Linked DNA regions of Gossypium arboreum: region 1 is linked to region 2. The links are chromatin contacts, called in public Hi-C maps. All regions are on one chromosome and are shown on one strand. The core of a region is the stretch at or near the end of the contact, and the rest is flanking DNA. Distances in the headings are between cores, read along the strand shown. Region 1 holds the start of LOC108482082 (cyclin-D3-3-like). Region 2 holds the start of LOC108479788.

What was found. Hi-C and Micro-C count contacts between places; a contact is called where the count stands out from the background.
Region 1: a Hi-C map of leaf shows a contact between it and region 2, with 4 times the contacts expected there. The contact joins the promoter of LOC108482082 here to the promoter of LOC108479788 in region 2. A contact is called at or near these places in 2 of 5 Hi-C or Micro-C datasets (both in leaf).

Annotation. Positions count from the first base shown.
Region 1 is chr1:78,516,662-78,520,757 of ASM2569848v2, reverse strand. It overlaps LOC108482082 (cyclin-D3-3-like), which reads left to right and starts at 1,986. Exons shown (of 4, transcript XM_017785189.2): 1 at 1,986-2,617; 2 at 2,700-2,901; 3 at 3,022-3,158; 4 at 3,227-3,693. The coding sequence starts at 2,177. The coding sequence ends at 3,439.
Region 2 is chr1:77,912,789-77,916,943 of ASM2569848v2, reverse strand. LOC108479788 reads left to right here and starts at 2,031. Exons shown (of 3, transcript XM_017782576.2): 1 at 2,031-2,681; 2 at 3,000-3,347; 3 at 3,435-4,155. The coding sequence starts at 2,286. The coding sequence ends at 4,019.

The DNA.
Region 1 (4,096 bases), core at 737-3,236, 600 kb before region 2:
GATTAGATGAACACACTAATTCCTATTCTTAAAATGTAATAATTATTTTGACTAAATAGGTGAATATAAAATCAAAATAATAAACATCTTTAAACTTTTATTATTAATATATCTTTATTTTTTCCTATGTCAAATATATTAATATTAAACAACAGTTTAATAAATAGAATAAACCCACGAGATAAAAAAAATTACATTTTATATTATTTTAAGGGACGCATATCATCTCTAGACATATAGAAAATTTGAAAAAAACAAAATTAAATACTATACATTTATACCCGAATTAGAGTAAAATAAGACTGGCGATATTTAAGTTAATGAATGTCACGTGTTGAAGTAATTGTGTTGGTATGGCCCATAATTCAGGCGTTATTAATTTTCAAAATAAATTTTTTAGAAGCGATAGAAATTAAATTATAATTTTATGTTAGTAAAAATGTAATTTTATTATTTTAATATATTATATTTTTATAATTTTAAAAATTAAATTAAAATATTATTAATTTTTGGGATTAAGTTATAATTTTATCTTTATTAATTTAAAATTTTAAAAATTTAAAAGATTTAAATAAAAAAATTCATTTTAAGGAGGCTGAGCCCTGCCTATTCCCTAGCTACACTTCTGTATTAGGGGTGGAGATGAAGATAATACAATTTAAATTCGTGTTAAACTAATATTTAATAAGAGATTTAATTACGATTAGATACAAATTAAAATAATGAATACGTTATTTAAATGATTTATTAGTTGGGGAACTGAACCAATCCATTAAGGGAGAAAAGTACGTCCCTCATCTTAGTGCTATATTCAATTTTTATTACAACACGGTTATATTTATTTAAAATACTTCTATCTTTATCACAAAAATTTGTTTATATTTATCTAAAATAATAATTTCATTAAATTTTGACAAAACCTAGACTTTAAAATTATAAGAAATGTTTTTAACAAAATTTGATAAAACATGATAAACTTTAAAACTTTTATCTAATTTTAGCCTTTTTTCAATTTAAAAATTAATAACCTCAAAACATACAACTTTTTTTTTATTAAAAATGAGATTAGTGTATTTTTATAAAAAAATTAACCTAATTTAGCATTAAATTGATAAAATATATATTTCTGAAAGTTAAATTAATAAAAAATATAAAATTTCTTTAATAGGGTACTAATTAAAGTAATTTTTGCAATGATTTACAACCAATTTTTTTTCTGTGTAGGTGCAAATTTCTTTTTATACTAAAAGGAGGAAAAAACCAAATTAGATGAAAACCAACTTATCAAATGCTATGGCAGCATTATCGAATATAATGATTTTTTAAATAAATTCGAAATTATACATTAATTATGATTTAATGTATAATTTGATACATGAACTTTAATTTAGTACAATTGTACATAAGAAACTTTGATTGTAGTTCAAATGTATACATAAAATTTTAATTTTGATTCAATCATACATATTTAAAGAAATAAATATATCAATTTATTTTTATATTAGATAAATATAATTATATGTGTATGTAATACATAAACATAAAATGATGTTATATCAATAATTGTGTTAATAATTTATAAGAATTTGATCAAAACAAAATTTCATATATAAAATTACACAAAACCAAGGTACTTGTATTGAGTTGCACAATAGACTAAAGTTTATGTATAATTTTGAGATTTATCTTTTTTTGGAACAATTTTATTATAAATTCGATTATATCTATTTTTTACACAATAACTAGAATTACTCATAACTTGTCCTAACCTATAAATAGGGGGATAATACGCTTCAACGCATTCGAACTCTCGTCCTCCTATATTAAATATATTAATATTAAAGAGATAAAAAATAATTATTTGAAAACAAAATTAGAGTAGAATGAGAGTGGTGATATTCAAGTTAATGAATGTCACATGTTGTGTTGGTATGACTAATATTTATCATGGTAATAAAGATATTTTGACATGGATTTTATTCATTATTGTGATAATGAATAGGTTATTTAAATGAGTTGAGCCAACCCACTAAAGAAGAAAAGTACGTCCTTCGCCTTAGTGCTTACTTCCCTCAGTTTTCTGAAGGTTCAACCTCGCTCTTTCTTTTATCTTCTCCTCTGTTATTTTATAAATGAAACCAACATCTTGAGACATTATTCCTTGGGTGGATGAAAAATGGCTTTCAACTCTCCATTTGTTATCGATTCTCTTTATTGTTCAGAAGACACAGGAGAAGACCACTTTGTTGAAGAAAGTTGTTTCAATAAATCAAACCCATTTCCAATCTTGTTAGAGCAGGACTTCTTGTGGGAAGATGATGAACTTTCCTCCTTACTTTCAAAGGAAGAGCAAAGTCAAATGTACAATTGCCTTCAAACCAATAGGAATCTAGCTGTGGCTCGCTTTACTGCTGTGGATTGGATGTTGAAAGTCACTGCTCACCATTCCTTCTCTGCTCTCACTGCTGTTCTTGCTGTCAATTATCTCGATAGATTCTTGTTTAGCCTCCCTTTCCAAACTGACAAACCATGGATGACTCAACTAGGTGCTGTTGCTTGTCTTTCTCTAGCAGCCAAAGTGGAAGAAACCCAAGTGCCTCTCCTACTGGACTTACAAGTTTGTACTTTAAGTTTTCATTGATTTTTTTTTTCTCATTTGATTCAGCTTATCAATGTTGGGTTTTTGCTCATCTGTTTAGGTGGAGGAGAGCAAATATTATTTTGAGGCCAAAACAATCCAAAGAATGGAGATTTTGGTACTCTCCACACTTCAATGGAAAATGAACCCTATAACCCCAATTTCATTTCTTGATTACATTGCAAGGAGGCTTGGGTTGAAAGGCCATGTTTGTTGGGAATTTCTCAGGAGATGTGACCAAATTTTGCTCTCTGTCATTTCAGGTTTACACCCTCCCTCCACATCCCCCCCCCCAAAAAAAAAAAACAAAAAGAAAAGAAAACCTTTCTTTCGTTTATCAAAATCATGAATTGAATCTAAATTCCTGTTAAATTCATTGACAGATTCAAGGTTTTTGTGCTACCTTCCTTCAGCAATGGCCACTGCTATAATGCTGCAAGTTATGGATAGCGTTGAGCTTGAACCTAATCTTAGAGTACAATTCGAAAACCAGCTTTTAGACAACCTGGGAATTAACAAGGTACTGTTTTGTATTAATTTTGTCTACTTTTTTTTCCAATGTTCATCCTGGGTTCATGTTTGAAACAGGACAAGGTAGATGAATCCTGTAAATTGATAATAGAATTGACAAAAACAAGAGAGGAAGGCAACCAATCAAAGAAGCGCAGATTCAAGTGGATTCCTGAAAGCCCAAATGGCGTAATAGATTTGTTGTTTATTTCTGATGAATCCAACGATTCATGGGGAGTTTCATCACCAGACCCTGTTTCCAAGAAGATCAAAACTCAGCTCCTTCACTAAATTTCCCGCTTCACAATAATATTTCTCTTTCTTTTTTCTTTATTTAATTAAAAGATGCAAGTTAAATTGCTTCCCATCTCTGCTTATTTTCTGAATCTGAAATGTGTGGTTGGTGAGAAAATTTGCAAGCAGAGATGGTTTGCATTTTAACCGGAACAATGTTAACAAAGAAATATATGAATATAGGTAATGCAGAGTCCTTTGCGATAATGTTTTAATCTTCATAATAATGCTAATTTCAGAAGTTAATAAAATTTTTTTATTTTAAATGTCACATTTTTATACTATTCATAAAAGAATGTCCAGATGACTGAAAATACACATGGAAGTGTGTATATTATACTTTTATACGTATTTGTTGGTTTGCATGCCATGGAAGGAGCATTTTTGTCTTGTCGGCCACCGGCAGATTTTGTGACTGTAATTTTGGGGTTTTGACCTCCTTGGAACATATCTTGCTTATTCATTACTTAATGTTTGATCTTAGACCGTAAAGTATTTATGATTGTGTAAAAAAAAAGTATTAAACATCTTATTATACCAATAAAAATACATACATATACAAAACTTATAACAGGCTTCTCATTGTTTATTAATGGAGTAGACCTTCAACTATTTTAGCAGCAGCTTTTTTTTTTTATATAACCATAATTTTAA
Region 2 (4,155 bases), core at 782-3,281:
TTGGAAAGTCATCTAGTAATTGGATTTGGGTGTAATTTATTATAAAAATAATTTTTGCATTTTATAAAATCATAAAAATTATATTAGTTAAATCTTAAAAATTTCAAAAGTTAAAACATCAAAAGTTTACTATAAAAATAATTTACATTTTATAAAAGGATTATAATGTATTTATTTACAAAATTTATGGTCAATAGGTATGCATATAACTTATTTATGTGTCCATACTATATATTATAAAAATTCATAAAAGAATGTTATAGCTTACATTATCCTAGCCTATTTATAAAGAATAACTTTCTAAAGAGTTGACAAAAAATTATATTAATTATAAGAAGTGTTATGAAAGTTATTGAACAATTTATAAAACCTTATTTATAAAGGTTATTTGTTATAAATTTTATATTATTTTTTACTTAGTTTAGGTATTATAAAAGAGACATAACCTAATATAATTTTTTCTCCAAATTAAGTTTGAATAAGTTTTTATAATTAAAACTACAAATTATTTAGATTGTGAACCCAAATATTATAAGATCGATGTTATTTATACAAATACAAAAAAATTTTTACACCATATTACGAGGTATGATACTATTTTAGAAAATGGTGTCAGACACCTGCATCATAAGCAACTTCTGCACTTTTTAATTTGAGACATTTAAGGTTTTAAGATGGTTGAGAAGATATCTGTTCTTCTAATTTTTTTCCCCATATTAACATCACCTTAATATAACATAAAAATATAATGTTGGATTGTACTAACATGTTTCATATTTCATAACTTTAACTATTGGTGAATTGAGATTATTCATACTTCAAAGAATATATGAAAGGAGATTTTAATAATCCTAATGATGCAAATCCAAATTCAGATGATGATGAACTTAGTCAAGAACTAACAAATGAGGATAATGAGCATATGTTAAATATTAAAGATGGCATAACCTAACAAATCTACACTAAAACAGTTAGATAAATGTGCATATAATGTTTACTTTTTATTAGTTTTATTAATAATCGTATTATCAACTATTTTTTATACTAACATAATAAATATGAAGATTTAATTTTACTTTTTGTTACTTGATTAAATATAATATTTATCATACTAATAATTTTTGTATAGTAATTAATATTTTTAAAATATAAATTATGTAACTATGTAATTATAATTTATAATATAAAACATGATGTAGAGAATTATAATGTAATTACATCTTGTCACCAAACATGTCTAAGGACTTACAATTCTTTATAATTATAAAAGAATGTAATTACACTTCTATTCAATTATTCATGTTGTCCAAACAAACCCTAAATTAAACTTTTTATTTTGATGCAAATTTTCGTTTATATTTGTTATTCGCATGTTCCGTATTAATCAATAAAAATAAATAAATTTAAGTAAAGTTAAAAATATATTATTTTAATTAAATTTAGGCTGATTCAATTCCATCAACTTAAATTGTTAATTAAATTTAATTGTAATATATGCTATTAGAAAAACTAATAATTTATTGCGTTTTAATAAGTGAAAAGGAATTAATAAAAGTATCATCTTTACATTAAGAATCATATTATATTTTGTCTTTTTATTTAAAAATAAGTAAAATGATCATTGTACGTTAGATTAAAGAGCAAATTAATCTTATGAAAAAATTATCCATTTTTTGTTAAAAAGTGGTTCTTGTAGGTTAGCACGAAATATATGTGACACATCATATGTTATTATTTGTTATTTCAAACACCACATCAATTTTAATAGTACAAATTATTAAAATTTAATTAAAAGGACTAATTTACTCTAACATAAAAGAATTAATTTGTCTATTTTTTGAAGTATAAGGAATAAAATGTAATCTAATTTTAATATAAAAACAATGTAAGAATTAGATTTGTGATGTATATTAATGAACATATTTATATTTAAATTTTATTTATAATAATAAAAGTTACGTGTATGAAATAATAATCTGAGCTACGTATAAAATTGAAACAAGATACCAAATTATACCTATATTGGTACCAACCTTACCTAAGCGGGATACAGTATCTTAATCAGCGAAACTATATTTGTCCTAATCAAATTAATTAATTTCCCTTCTTATTCCCTCATTTTCTGTTTTTCTAGAAACTATTTGTTTTTCTTCTTCTTCCTCTCCTTCTTCTTCAGTATCAGCTACTTTTCTCAGTGTACCATTGTGTCTGTTTCTTCTCTTTTACACTTTCTGAGTGTCTCTTAAGAGCAGAAAAGGGAGAAGGCTTGTGGGTTTTCTGTTGAAATGGAAAGAAAGCAGGAGAGTCGTTCGCGGGCTAAAAGTCCCGCCAGGACTGCATCACCAATGTCCAACTTACTGCGCCGTCGGAGGAAGAATTACAGCCACCATCCCGAGCCCTTTTTCTTTAGGTCTGGGGGCCTCAGGCCGGCCGAAGCTTTGTCGCCGTTGAAAGAAGGTCCTGATCCTGATGGAACGGACGCTGAAAATTCCAGGATGGAAGGTAGGTGGGCTCAGTGGATAAAAGGTCAGCTGGCACGAGGAGGCCCTTCCGTTTCTACCTCAACCTGTGAACGCTCCGATCTGAGGTTGTTGCTTGGAGTCTTGGGTGCACCGCTCGCGCCAGTGCACGTTAGCGCTTTGGACTCTTTCTCTCACATCACCATTAAAGACACCCCAATTGTGAGCCCCCAACCACACCCTTTCTTCTCTCTTTCTTTCTTCCCTGATGCTGCATTTTTTATTTTTGTTCAGAGAATAAGTCTTGTGCTGAGATTTTTGATGTTGGGTTTGGCTTTTCCTTTCACTTGATGACTATGGGATTTTGATGGATTATAGTAGGGTTGCTTAATAGACAGATAAGAGTTGTTTTTTTCAATCTGGATCTACTTGTTTTGGGAGAAATAAACCTAAATGGAAGAAGAATTTGATTAGCACTACTGGTTTGGGGGCTCATGGAAGGAACAATCTCTGACTCTAATGTGTTGTAAATATTTTCAGGAATCATCATCTGCTCAATACATATTACAGCAGTATACTGCTGCTTCAGGTGGGCAAAAGCTTCAGAACTCCATCCACAATGCTTATGCAATGGGTAGGGTTAGAATGATAGCTTCCGAGTTCCAGACGGCTAACAAGGTCACCAAGAATCGGAATTCTACCAAAGTTGCCGAATCTGGTGGGTTTGTGTTGTGGCAAATGAATCCCGACATGTGGTACGTGGAGCTCGCACTTGGTGCTAGCAAGGTTCATGCTGGCTGCAATGGGAAGCTTGTGTGGAGGCATACTCCTTGGCTTGGTGCACATGCTACTAGAGGCCCTGTTCGCCCCCTTCGCCGTGCACTCCAGGTTAACCTCCACCTCTTCGCTTCTTTACTGTTTGTTCCTTGTAAATTTATTTCTGGCTATGGTACCAAAACTGGTATTCTTGTGCAGGGTCTTGATCCGAGAACAACAGCAAGCATGTTTACAAATGCGAGATGTAGTGGTGAGAAGCAGATCAATGGGGAGGATTGTTTTATACTCAAGCTTTGTGCCGATCCCGCAACATTGAAGGCCAGGAGCGAAGGACCTGCTGAGATCGTTAGACATGTTTTATTCGGCTACTTCAGCCAGAAAACAGGCCTTCTTGTGCACTTGGAAGACTCACATTTAACCCGAATTCAAAACAACGGGGGAGATGCTGTGTACTGGGAGACTACAATCGATTCATCTCTCGAGGATTACAGACTTGTTGAAGGAATAATGGTTGCTCACTCGGGACGCTCCGTGGTGACCCTTTTCCGGTTTGGAGATACTGCAATGAGCCACACTCGGACCAGGATGGAAGAAGCGTGGGCAATCAAAGAAGTGGCATTCAATGTTCCAGGTCTGTCAGCGGACTGCTTCATACCTCCTGATGAAATAAGATTGGCTTCAATGGATGAAGCCTGTGAATTCTCTCAGGGTCCAACCCTAAAAACTAGTTTGGCTACTGCTCCATACCGATCCAAAGTTGGTAAACTAGATAAAAGCTCATGAAACCATTTTATCTGGGAGGATGAAATTTTTTTAAAAGAAGAGGGCTTTTTGGCAAATTTCCATACAACTTTGACTACATGTAACACTTTTACTTGACTAACTAACTACAAGCTAAAGTCGAAATTGTACTTGTCTG